Linked DNA regions of Mus musculus: all the other regions are linked to region 1. Evidence: chromatin contacts called from public capture Hi-C and promoter capture Hi-C data. All regions are on one chromosome and are shown on one strand. Each heading gives the region's core, a stretch centred on a gene start, on an enhancer-like site or on the middle of the called end of the contact. The rest is flanking DNA. Distances are from core to core; before and after follow the strand shown.

Evidence for each region. Promoter capture Hi-C pulls out the DNA fragments that hold promoters and counts their contacts. Capture Hi-C pulls out chosen DNA fragments and counts their contacts.
Region 2: a promoter capture Hi-C map of liver shows a contact between it and region 1, with 2.1 times the contacts expected there. The contact joins the promoter of Gmfg here to the promoter of Ppp1r14a in region 1. A contact is called at or near these places in 2 of 39 promoter capture datasets (both in liver) and 1 of 115 datasets of contacts at active chromatin or transcription factors (pancreatic cancer cells).
Region 3: a contact with region 1 is called in a promoter capture Hi-C map of liver, with 1.9 times the contacts expected there. The contact joins the promoter of Pak4 here to the promoter of Ppp1r14a in region 1. A contact is called at or near these places in 4 of 39 promoter capture datasets (the C10 cell line, cranial neural crest, liver and 1 more) and 1 of 115 datasets of contacts at active chromatin or transcription factors (pancreatic cancer cells).
Region 4: a contact with region 1 is called in a capture Hi-C map of embryonic stem cells, with 2.7 times the contacts expected there. The contact joins the promoter of Zfp420 here to the promoter of Ppp1r14a in region 1. A contact is called at or near these places in 2 of 39 promoter capture datasets (cranial neural crest and embryonic stem cells), 1 of 115 datasets of contacts at active chromatin or transcription factors (acute myeloid leukemia) and 1 of 9 other capture datasets (embryonic stem cells).

Annotation. Positions count from the first base shown.
Region 1 is chr7:29,287,898-29,290,774 of GRCm38.p6, reverse strand. Ppp1r14a (protein phosphatase 1, regulatory inhibitor subunit 14A) reads right to left here and starts at 1,455. Exons shown (of 4, transcript NM_026731.3): 1 at 1,240-1,455. The coding sequence starts at 1,440. It overlaps Gm45977 (a long non-coding RNA gene), which reads left to right and starts at 2,476. Exons shown (of 4, transcript XR_003946629.1): 1 at 2,476-2,579.
Region 2 is chr7:28,439,562-28,442,438 of GRCm38.p6, reverse strand. It overlaps Gmfg (glia maturation factor, gamma), which reads right to left and starts at 1,502. Exons shown (of 7, transcript NM_001039192.2): 1 at 1,398-1,502; 2 at 909-1,005; 3 at 721-770. The coding sequence starts at 1,400.
Region 3 is chr7:28,596,670-28,599,546 of GRCm38.p6, reverse strand. It overlaps Pak4 (p21 (RAC1) activated kinase 4), which reads left to right and starts at 1,363. Exons shown (of 10, transcript NM_027470.3): 1 at 1,363-1,512.
Region 4 is chr7:29,858,539-29,861,415 of GRCm38.p6, reverse strand. Zfp420 (zinc finger protein 420) reads right to left here and starts at 1,437. Exons shown (of 4, transcript NM_172740.2): 1 at 1,323-1,437; 2 at 348-400.

The DNA of each region.
Region 1 (2,877 bases), core at 206-2,705:
GGGATCTCTGGCATCTAAGTGTGCTGGGCCCGAGACTGAGGGGCCTACTTGCCTTGAGAGAGTGTAGCCAGTGTGGCTGCCTCTCTAGTGTGGCTGTCCCAGGTCAGACATGGCAAGCTGTAGGGACTATCTTTATTTATCTTTTTTTTTCTTTTTCTTTTTTTTAAGATAGGGTCTTTCTGTGTATCCCTGGATGACTTGGAACCCACTCTGTAGAACTGGCTGGCCTCGAACTCACAGAGATCTCTCTGCCTCTGCCTCCTCAATGCTGAGTCTAAAAGGTGTGAGGTGCACCATGCCAGGTTTGTTTTAGACTTTTCAGACAGGGTCTCCTTATCCAAGGTCGTCCTTGAACCCCTAACCCTCCAGCCTTCACCTCTCAAGTGCTGAGGTCACAAGCGTTAGCGGCCCTGCCTACCTTGGTTTCTAGTGTTCTGTGTTCCTGGGACACTTTTACCAGTTCCGTGTGTAATTTCCACAGACGTGTGTGTGTGTGTGTGTGTGTGTGTGCATGCGTGCGTGCGCGCGTGCACATGCACACAGAACTTTAACATCTGCCACTCTGTTTGTAGACAGCCATACTTTTCTTTTTTGGCAGCAGATAATGGCCCATGTAACTTGAGTCACTCTGTGTCCCTGGATAGCTATTGGAGCTTGGAGCACCCCAGCTGGAACTGATGTGTATCTGTGCCCAGCTGTATCTCTTCACTTGGCGCCCAGGGGGGTTGTGTTGTGCGTGCATGTCAGTATTCCATGGCAGGCCATGTTGTCCCTTAACTTAATCCACTTGTGTTCCTGTGAGTTTGTGTGTGGCTCACTTTGGTGCTATGTCTGAGTGGCTGTGACTTCCGTCATCTGTGAAAATTGTTGTTTCCTCTGCTGAGAGTCTCTGCTGTCCTATCTCCCTTGTCACCCATGTCTATGTTTGGCTTAAGGACATCCCCTGTCCCTATCCGTTCTCTCAATATGTTGGCTCTGCCCGCCACCCCCCATCTCATCCCCAGCCCTTCCCAGTTGTCTGGGTTGATTGGACGCACACATGTCTGGGGATCCTGGGTGCATGTCTGAGTGTCCGCGAGCTGGATGCCTCTAAGCACCGAGACCAGCGCCTCGGGCCATGAATCCTAGCAAAGGCCGCAGTCGGTGCACCAGCGAGCAAGTACTAGGGTCACCGAGGTCGCAGGGTTGCAGGGTCTTAGGCTACCTCCGTCCCTCAGCCCCGGCCCCTCTGAGTCTCACCCTGCCGCGGTACAGCTCCTCCAAGCATCCGTCGATCCACTTCTCCACGTCCAGCCGTCGCTGCAGCTCCCGTCGGTCGTACTTGACCGTGACTCGCGCGTGCCGCTTCTGCAGCCCGCTGGGGCTGCCCCCCGGGCCGCGGGCCCGCGACGGGGACTGCAGCTTGCTCAGCACGCGCTTGCCCAGCCGCTGCGCAGCCATCGTACCGTCACCCGCTGCCCCTACTTTGCGCCCTGCCTCGCGCTCCGGGATCTTAATGGCCGGGGCGGGGCCACCGGGGGCGGGGGCTCGTGCTCTGGGACCCGCCCCTCCCCGATCGCCGGGCCTCAGTTTCCCTTCCTGCAGAGGCAAGCTGGCTAATGTGCAGCCTTCAAGCCCGGGGTCCTGCGGGGGTTCAGATGGGTGGGGGCGGGGTGCCCATCTTAGAGTGCCCCAGGGCAGGCATCTCCGGGCGGGGTCCCAGGACACGCTCTAGGGTCCGTCCTGTGCTCCCTCTGGCGGCAGCGAAGGGTGTTGCAAGGGCGCCAGGCCTAGCTGTACGGGAGGGGGATCCCACTGAAGTTTCTCTTTTTAAGAGGGACCTATTAGTCTGGCCTTAAACTCCTAAACCTCCTGTCTCCACCTTCTAAGTGATGCGATTCCAGACCTGAGCCACCACACTCAACTTTTTCTTTCTCACCCCTGCTCCCAGAAGGTGATCGGAAACGGACCCCAGGAGTGTTAAGCCAGTGCTTGAATCATCTTTTAGTTTACCCCGCTCATTCACGCACTTTTCCATCCACTTATTTCCATTTATTCACTTGTTCCTGTTGCGATCATAAAAAGAGATAAAGCTGTACAAGAACATGTTCTGGGGGGTGTGAGGAAGGGGATGTCTCGGCGGGCCCATGCCAAGGCATCCCTTCCCCCTGAGAGACCAGCCACACTGACGGTATACCATGGAATAGAGTTTATTCAGGGCATGGGGAAGAGAGTTAAGAGGCAGAGAAAGGCAGAGAGAAGGAGAGAGTAGAGAAGTAGAGGCCGGCCATGGCCACGTGGAGAGAGGGGGTAAAGGAATGGGGAGAGAGGGGGAACAAGGAGGCAAGAGGGAAGAGAGGCAAGAGTAGGAGAGAAAGAAAGGGAGGAGGGGCCAAGCAGCCCCTTTTATAATGGGCCAGGTCTACCTGGCTGTTGCCAGGTAACTATGGGGAGGAGCATACCTGGCTGCTGCCAGGTAACTGTGGGGGTGGAGTCCAGACAGAATACCAACACTCCCAGTACACATTGTTTACTGAGTGTGTCAACAGCATGTGACTTGGGTGCTTAGGAGGCGGAGGCGGGAGATTCAGGAATTCAAGGTGAGGGTAGGCTACAGAGTGAGCTTCAGAGTCCAGGACAAGCTGAGCTGTGGACCCTGCCCAGATAGATAGATAATGATAGATAGATAGATAGACAGACAGACAACAGCCTGGGTGAGCGAGATGGCTCCCTTGGTAAAGAGGCTTGGTGCTAAGCCTAAGGACCCCGCACATGAATCTCAGCTATTGAGGAAGGGTGGTAAAGACAGTACAAGAGAGGCCGAGGTAGACTGATGAAAATTCGAGGTAAACTTGGACTACATGCTGAGAATTACCTCAAATATGGGAGGCAGGGGTA
Region 2 (2,877 bases), core at 253-2,752, 850 kb after region 1:
CTGCCTCTGCCTCCCGAGTGCTGGGATTAAAGGCATGCGCCACCACGCCCGGCTTATAGGGCACTTTCTTTAGTGATATAGGAACATAGCTCCATTGTGGGTATACCACTCCTGGGCTGGTGGCCCCGGGTACTATAAGAAAATAGTTTGACCACGCCACGAGAGGCCTGTGAGCAGCACTCTTCCATGGCCTCTGCATCAGCTCCTGCCTCCAGGTGCCAGTCACGTTTGAGTTCCTGCCCTGACTTTCCTCAGTGGATTGTGATTCAGGCTATGTAAGCCAAATAAACCCTTCTCTTCCTAACTTGCTTTTGGTCGTAGTGGTTCATCACAGCAATAGTGACCCTAACTGAAGCACCTGGCTTTTTTTTGCCCTCGAACTCACTCTGTAGACCAGGCTGGCCTCAAGCACACAGAGAAATCTGCCTGCTTCTATCTCTTGCATTGGGGTATTAAAAGTCAGTGCCACCACACCCAGCCTTATTTGGCTTTTTGATACAGGGTCTTGTGTAGTCCAGGCTAGCCTCCAACTTAACACTGTAGCCAAGAATGACCTTGAATCCTGGTCCCTCTCTCTGCACCCTTAGAGTGCCAGCATTAGAAAAGCATGTGTCACGGTGCCCTGTTTATGAGGTAGCTGATCCAACCCTGGCGCACCCTCCCAACTTTGTCCCCAGACATCTTCCTGTATTTGGAATGTCCAGAATCCCAGCCCCTCACCTGGAGTTCATCCTCCAGCACCACCATCTGCCGGTCTTTGTCCACTTTCACTGGGGAGGGATAGAACACAGATTACAGACCCCTCGCCATTCCAGGGGACACCAGCCCAGACTTCCCTGCCTTGCTGTTCCCCCCCCCCCGACAGCCCCCCCCCCCGTGCCACCCTTGAGAGGGCAGAGGTCACTGACTTATGATGGCGGCATTGTTGGTCTCTTTTCGGAAACGAAATTTCCTCAATGTTTCCTTTAGCTCCGGGTCCACTTCACACACCACCAGGGAGTCCGACTGCCAATGGGACAGGGAAGAGCTGAGCCGGCTTAGCTTCTAACCTGGCCCCTTTCCTGACCCAAGTATCTTCGTAAGTCAATGAAGACGCTGAAACTAGCCTAGATGAGTGGCCTTTGGCAAACACCTGGATAGGGAGGCAGTTACTAAGACACACAGTTCAGCTCCGAGGGACACACAGGGGCCAGGTACCACCTTCCTGGAGGATTCCCTTGGATTACTCCAAAAGACCTAAGCATCTGCTTGCCTGAGGCCTCTACCTCTACGACCAAGCTTTGTCAAGACTGGGTCCCTTCCCTTCCTGCCTGTGACCTTCATCCCCCATCTGACCTCCATCCAGGTCACCCTGAACTCGGCCCCCTCACCCTTCCTTGTCACCCAGGCCCTCTGACCATGTTTTTCTGTCCTTAGGCCTCTTCTCAGTTCCTCTGTCTTCTAGGGGTGGGGACCCCAGGCTGAGAGGGATGGGCTATGAAAGGGGGAAGCTTTCCTCTAACACCACATCCTGTTTATGCCTAGCCTAGGACAACTGTCACAAAGGGCTCCTCCCCTTCCTTCCTTCCCTGCATCTGTCAGAACCTGTGAGGCTTTTCAGTCACTAAGATGGGGGTTCGAATACTGCCTCACTGTGGCCCTAGTTAAATTTGCAACTCTGGTCTGGGATTGCTGTGAAGAGAAAAAAACTTCACCTATCTCCCAGATAGAGATGCCTAAAAAGAGGAAATAAGTCTGGTACTGTGGAAAACACGTTTATTCTTTATTTTCTTGTTTTTTCAAGACAGGGTCTCTCTGTATAGGTCCTCTCTTATAGACCAGGCTGGCGTTGAACTCAAAGATCAGCCCGTCTCTGTCTCCCAAGTGCTGGGATTAAAGTTTGCTGTCACCCACTGCTAAATTCAACCATTCTACTAACTCCATTCTCCCAGGTCCCACTGCCTCTAGAGCAGTGACAGGCTACATAGAGAAACCCTGTCTCAAAAATTAATAAATGCTACCATGAAAATGGTGGCCTATTGTTGGAGTGATGTTTTTGTATACTGTGTCAAGATGTGTCTCTGTCCTTCCTTGCCTACCTCAGGTGTCCTCTGATAGGTTAAAATAAAAAGCCTATGGCCTATAGCAAAAGGCAGAAGAGCAAGGTGGGACTTCTGGACAGAGAAAGCAACTCTGGAAAAGAATCAATCGTGGTAGACATGGAGGAAATGGACTGTATGAAACCGAGGAGAGGTAACAAGTCACATAGCAGAACTTAGATTAGTATAAATGGAATAATTGAGTTACAAGCTATTTGGGAACACGCCTAGCTTAAGGCCAAAGCTATTAAATAAATATAATGGTCTCTGTGTTATTTGGGAGCAAGGGTAGGCATAGAAAAGGCCCAAACAGTTACAGCTTATTATATGTATATATATATGTGTGTGTAATACATGTGTGTGTAATAAGTATGTATATGTAATAAGTATATATATGTAATATGTATGTTTATATATACATCTATATACTATTATATATGTGTATATAATATAATTATAAATATATAACTAAATATATTTAATTAAATCTATACAATTCAAATATAATTTTTTTTTAATTTTTAAATTTTTAAAATTTATTTTATTTATGTGAGTATACTGTAGCTGTCTTCAAACACACCAGAAGAGGGCATCAGATCTTATTATAGGTGGCTGTGAGCCACCATGTGGTTGCTGGGAATTGAACTCAGGACCTCTGAAAGAGCAGTCAGTGCTCTTAACTGCTGAGCCATCTCTCCAGCCCCCAATTTAAATATAATTGCAATGTTTATTAATTATATAACATAATACATAATATACATTGATAGATATAGATATCTTCCAGCAGTCAGGATTGCCA
Region 3 (2,877 bases), core at 114-2,613, 690 kb after region 1:
AAGTGAATCTTTGGAGGGTGGAATTACCTTTTAGTCAGCCACCCCTTTTATAAATATGTACTGAGCATTTACATACCAATAATATCAAGGCTCTGGCTACGAGCAAAAAGCATAGTTCAAGGTCAGCCTGGGCTACGTCCTGAGACCCTGTCTCACGAAACCAAAACCAGCCAGCCAAACACAAAACCACAGGCGGCAAAGGAAAGGAAGCTTTGCCAGAAGCTGGCAAAGGATTTAATAGCACAAGGTAGGACATTTTGCCCCTTAGAGAACATAATGTTTGAGGAAAAACCCAAAGGAACCCTGGGAGTCAGGAGGATGCTTAAAGAAGAGAATCTTCCAGACAGAAGAAAAAGCCCGTGAAAAGAACCAGAGAAAGCCTGTTTGGGAAAACCTGTAGCCTCAGTCTCCCAAGGGGCTCAGCTGGGGAAAGCATTTGCCTAGAATTCTCTAGGGCCGGGGACTTCCCTAGTACTACTGCTTGCCTGTCCTGTATAAAAGCCCTAAGTTCAGTGTCTGATACCCAAATAAACAAATAAAACCCTCAAAATCCTTGATGAGAAAGCATTTTTAAATTTTTCAGTAAGACCTAATGAACCCATAGGTGGAAGGGTGTATTAGTTTATGGGCTTTGTTTCCGCTGTGTTTTCCATTTTGATTAATTTAAAAACACTTAATTACACTTATCCCTCTATTTTATGTCTATGGCTCTCTTGTGGAGGCTACAGATCAACTCCTGGGAATCAGTTCTACCGTGTGGGTCCAGGAGATCAAACTTCAGGCTCGGCAACAAGCGCCTTCTATCCACTGATGCATCTCACACACTCGTGATTGACTGACTTAAAAAAAAAAAAACTTATTTAAAAGATTAAGATCAAATAGTGTCAGATTTCCAGATTCGGACAGAGCTTCATTCAAAACTTGCTTTCAGTAGTCATAAACCAACTAGCATCCTATTAGCTTGTTTACCTGTAAAATGGGTGTTACAACAACAGGGTTGTGTTAACAGTTTACAGCAGAACTAGTCGCGTGCTAACAAAGGCATAATAAGTGCTTAAGAACTGTTTCTGGCCTTTATGTTCTCGTATTCCACTTTACTTTTTTGGGAGCCCGTGGGACTCTGCCACGCGAAAGTCGTTATTTCCCCTTTAAGAGGCGGAGTGGGCGGGGAGTCAACGATCCCGCACCTTTTCAAAACTTCCCAATCTCTGCTCTTCATTCTCCACCTAGCGGTCTCCGATTGGGCCACTCGCACCAATCAGTGGTTTTAGGGAACCCTGCCCGGCTCGCTGCCCCGCCTCCGAGTAGGCCCCGCCCATCACCCGGTCAGCTCCGTTGCCATGGGGACTAGTGGGCGGCGAGGAGTAGGGGAGGCCCCGGATGTTCATTGGGGATTCAACATGGCGGCGGCAGTAGCCGCGGCGGCGGCGGCGCGAGACCGCTGAGGGCGGTACGCGGGCACAGAGTTCTGGGCCAGGCAGCTAGGCCGCGAGCGACCGCGGCGCCAAGCCGGTAGGTTAGGGGGTTACCGTGCAAGGGGTTTGTGGCTGGGGGCGGGTGGGTCTGGGCACGCGCCGTGGGAGAGCGGTTATTCGGAAGGGGGCGGGGCCGGTCGGGTCAAAGTTCACTCTTGGAGGGGAGGGTCGCGTGGAAAAGGGTCGCGGGCCCAAAAATGAGGGAAAGGGGAGGGGACTGTCGCGACCAGTGGTTAGACCGGTGGAGGGGGCGTGGCCGGGTTTGAAATTTGTGCAAAGTTTGGAATACTAAGTGGGGGCGCATAGGAGGGGCTCGGAACGGGTCTCATAAAAGGGGGCGCTCAGAGTAACTTAAGAAGAGGGTGTGTCTGTCAGGGCTGGAGGTCACAACCTAGAGAAGTGGGCGGCTGCCCGGTCAAAGATTTAAAAGCCTCAACCGGAGGAGGAGGAGGAGGTGCTTGAGTTTTAGGTTTTGGGGGGGTGTCTGAGACAGCCCTTAGGTAGAAGGTACGAAGATAAAAATCTGACGGGTGAAGATGTTCTGGGAGGGCCAGAAACTAAAAACTCAAGTGGGGCACGTGCGGTGAGGAGGGGGACCAGGGACATCTAACAGAGCCTTCGAAAGTGTGTCCTGGTGTGTGTGGTGGGAGGAGAAGGGGAGCCCCTTCCCACTGATAATGAAGGCCACACACTGATAAAACACTGATGATAGGCTGGGCTTCCCTCTCCGCGTTAAAGCTCTGTGTATGTACTCATTTAGCGCGCAGTACAGCATCACTGGAGCCAAAGCTGTTATTAAGAAGCTAAGTGATTTGCCCCAGGTCAGCTAATGAAGTAAGGTGAGCAGCTGGGATTCCAGCTCCGGAGCTCTGTCCCAGAGTGCTTCTGTCTCCTGCTGCCTTTCACAAAATCTTGGTGCTGGTAAATGTTTAACGAGAGAGCGCGAGCGAGAGAGCGCGAGCGAGAGAGCGCGAGCGAGCGAGCGCACCGTGTATGCCTGGTCTTGTTTCATCCCTTATCTTGTGAGATGGGTGAGTTGGGTGTTAGAGAACACCCCTGTTTTCCAGGTAGAAAAAGTAATGCCAAGAAAGCTTTGTTAAGAGAAAGGAGCTTTGGTCTGCTACCTGCCACAGGGTCCACTTCCCAGGAGGTCTGTTCCTGGAAGCCACTCCCTGGGTGGGAACAGAGTGTCTGTTTAGCCTCCTTGGAAGGGTGTGACCTGGGAGGGGAGGTTCCACTGGGCCTATGGGAGTGGCATGCTGGTGGGTGGCCCAGAGTCCAGTGAGCCTCTGATTGGGTGGGTGTGACCTTAGGCGCTCTCTATTCCTGACACCACAAGCTCTCCCTGTGGCCTTCAGTGGTTCCCAAACGCTTTACAGTTTGAGCCTTGGTCCTCCTTCCA
Region 4 (2,877 bases), core at 188-2,687, 570 kb before region 1:
AAATGTATCCAGTATTGGAAAACATCTATTACAAATTACACATTTTCATTACTCTCAAAATATAAACATCAAATGCCATTGAGTTAATGCATGCCTTTAACCCAGAACTTGGAAGGAAGAGGACGATGGGTCTTTATGATTTCAAGGCCAGTGTGTACTACATAAAGAGGTTCAAACCAGGCAGAGACCTGCCTCAAAAATAAGTAAATAGGAATAAATAAATTGCCTTGTTCCTCCATTATAAGAGAAGACTTGGGTAGGAGACAGTCACAAAAACAACAATAAAGTAAAACAAAGATCGTTTTCTGACATGATAAAGGCTGTTGAGGAGACAAATATCTGCTTACCTCAAACTTCCCTTCTAGATGGACAATGGCCATTTTTCCTCTTCTGTGTTGTACTTTGAGAATAAAAAAGTTAAATGAGATGCTATGTTGTTCTTGCCATATACTCTGAATTAGAGACAACCTCTTCCTCCGTCCCCACAGAGGGGTTAAGTCTTTACATTCTGGGAGTAATTGGGGAGAGACAAAGTCACAAGCAACTCAGGATCCTTTGGTAGATTCATGGTGGGGACCCCCCATGAATTCCAACAAAATTTCACCGTTGTACCCTACCACATCAGGGAAGGATCACAGGTAGAAACAAGAAAATTTCCACAGTCACATTGCTAGTGTCACAATTTACACTGTCAGAGCTACACCGTTGGAGCACTAACTCGTATATAGGACCCAAGCATGTACAATAACCAAACATTCTGTCAGGGACAAATACTGTCAGCGACATTCTTTTACAAGGGTGAACTTCTACTTTCTTTACAATCATGAGTACAGCACACAGCATCCTACAGTCACACACATACACACACGTACACACATAAACACACACGCATACATTCATACACACGCACTCACACAGTCACCCAAATGGGAGAACACTATAAAAGTCACAGGCGACGGAAACAAGCAATCGTAATCTCAGTGACACTATCACACATGTCTTCCGAGGCAAGCCAGTTATGCACAGGATACCAGGTACATCAACAACCTCAGAGTGACATAAACATCTAAATACCTCGCTATAACAGCACCGTTTCTCCACCATACACGTGGGCCGACACCATCAGTCCCAGAAACATCTCTAGTGAGATAAGCAACAATCACACACACCCTTGTGTGTCACAACTCATTCACACACAGCACGCCAACCACAAACCAAGGGTCGCAACAGGCTCCAAAAGCACAGGCTTGTGGCGTATACACGGGAGACACCGCCACCTAATGCCACAGACACGTCCTCCAGACGTTCCTCAGCACGCTCACCTCCGAGGGAAGCTCAGGGTCCCGCCTCCTGCGCCGGGCTCCACTACAGGCAGCCTGCTCTATGGGATGCTTAGGAGATCCTCCAGACACAACCCTCTCGTGACGCAAGTACCCCGAACTCTCGCCAGGAAACGGAAACGGCGTTCTGCTCCCGGTGGCTCTGGGAAATGTAGTCCAATGGCTGGGGCCAATGCCTGCCCCCCCCTCCCTCCCCTCCACCTTCTCTCTCACCCCTCCCTCTTTCCCTTCCACCTCTCCCCTCCCTTCCCCCTCTCTCCTTCCAAACCGCTCCTCTTTCCTCCCTCTCTCCCCCCAATCGCAATATTTGTGAGGTGATTTATACCTGTGGTAATGAGATTTTATACCACATGTGGGGTTGCTCAACAGAGATTCAGCCACTGTAGTTTGTTTGTGAAGGGTCACTACATATTTCTGGAATAATTGACTAGTTGCTCATGATGATCTGTGTTATCTTTCACCTGTATCCACTTCCAAACGACTTTCAAAGAACCCTTAAGTTTCCACTTCATTGGTTTGAAGGAGAATGGCCCCCACAGGCTCATATATTTGGATGTTGGTTCTCAGTTAGGAGATGTGGCCTTGTTGCAGGGGTGTACCTCTGTAGGTGGGCTTTGAGGGTTCAAGCCCAAGTGAGGCCTTAGAATCAGATGTGAGTTCTCACCTACTTGCTCTAGGGCAGAGCCTGCCTGATGCCATATTTCCTACCATGTTGACCACAGACTCACCCTCTGAAACTGTCTGCAAGCCTCTAATTAAAAGTGTTTTTTTCTTTTTTTCAGCCAGGCAGGGCTGACACACTCCTTTGATCCTAACACTTGGGAGGCAGAGGCCAGCAGATCTCTAAATTCAAGGCCAGTCTGGTCTACAGAGCAAGTTCTAGGAGAGCCAGGGCAATACAGAGAAACTCTGTCTTGAAAAAACAAAAGTATTTTTTCCTCCCAGAGGCAGAGTTAGGTGAATCTCTGAATTTGAGGCCAGTCTGGTCTATAGAACAAAGTCTAGGATACTCAGGGTTACACAGAAAGACTCTGTCTCTCTCATTCATATATATATATATATTTTTTTTTCCAGTAAGCTTGTATTTTTCAAAACCAACTTAAGTGTGCTTAAATGCTTTAACCTCCCTTCTAGCCTACCACCCACCAGAGGCAGTGGAAAGGAAAGGTTAATAGGGCAGAGGAGGATGTGGGCTGTTTAGAAATAGTTCTTTGGGGCAATCCCAGTCTTTGTTGTCAGGATAGCAGCAGGCAGTTCAATTCACAGGAATCAGCAGTGGTAGCTCGACTCACTTGTAAGCAATATTCACGAATCAGCCATAGCAGTGGCTTGCGTCCATCCAGAAGAAACCTCAAGGCTCTTCCAAATTGGCCAGAGTCCACAGAAGCAGCAAGAAGCCACTGGAATGCCACCGGAAGTTCTTTGGTGTGTTTCTCTCTACGAAATCACAACAAACGGTGACTAGCAAAGAATAGCAAGATGACCCACTGTCACCCAACACCTATGTCTGTTGGGTTATACTTATACCCTTTTCAAA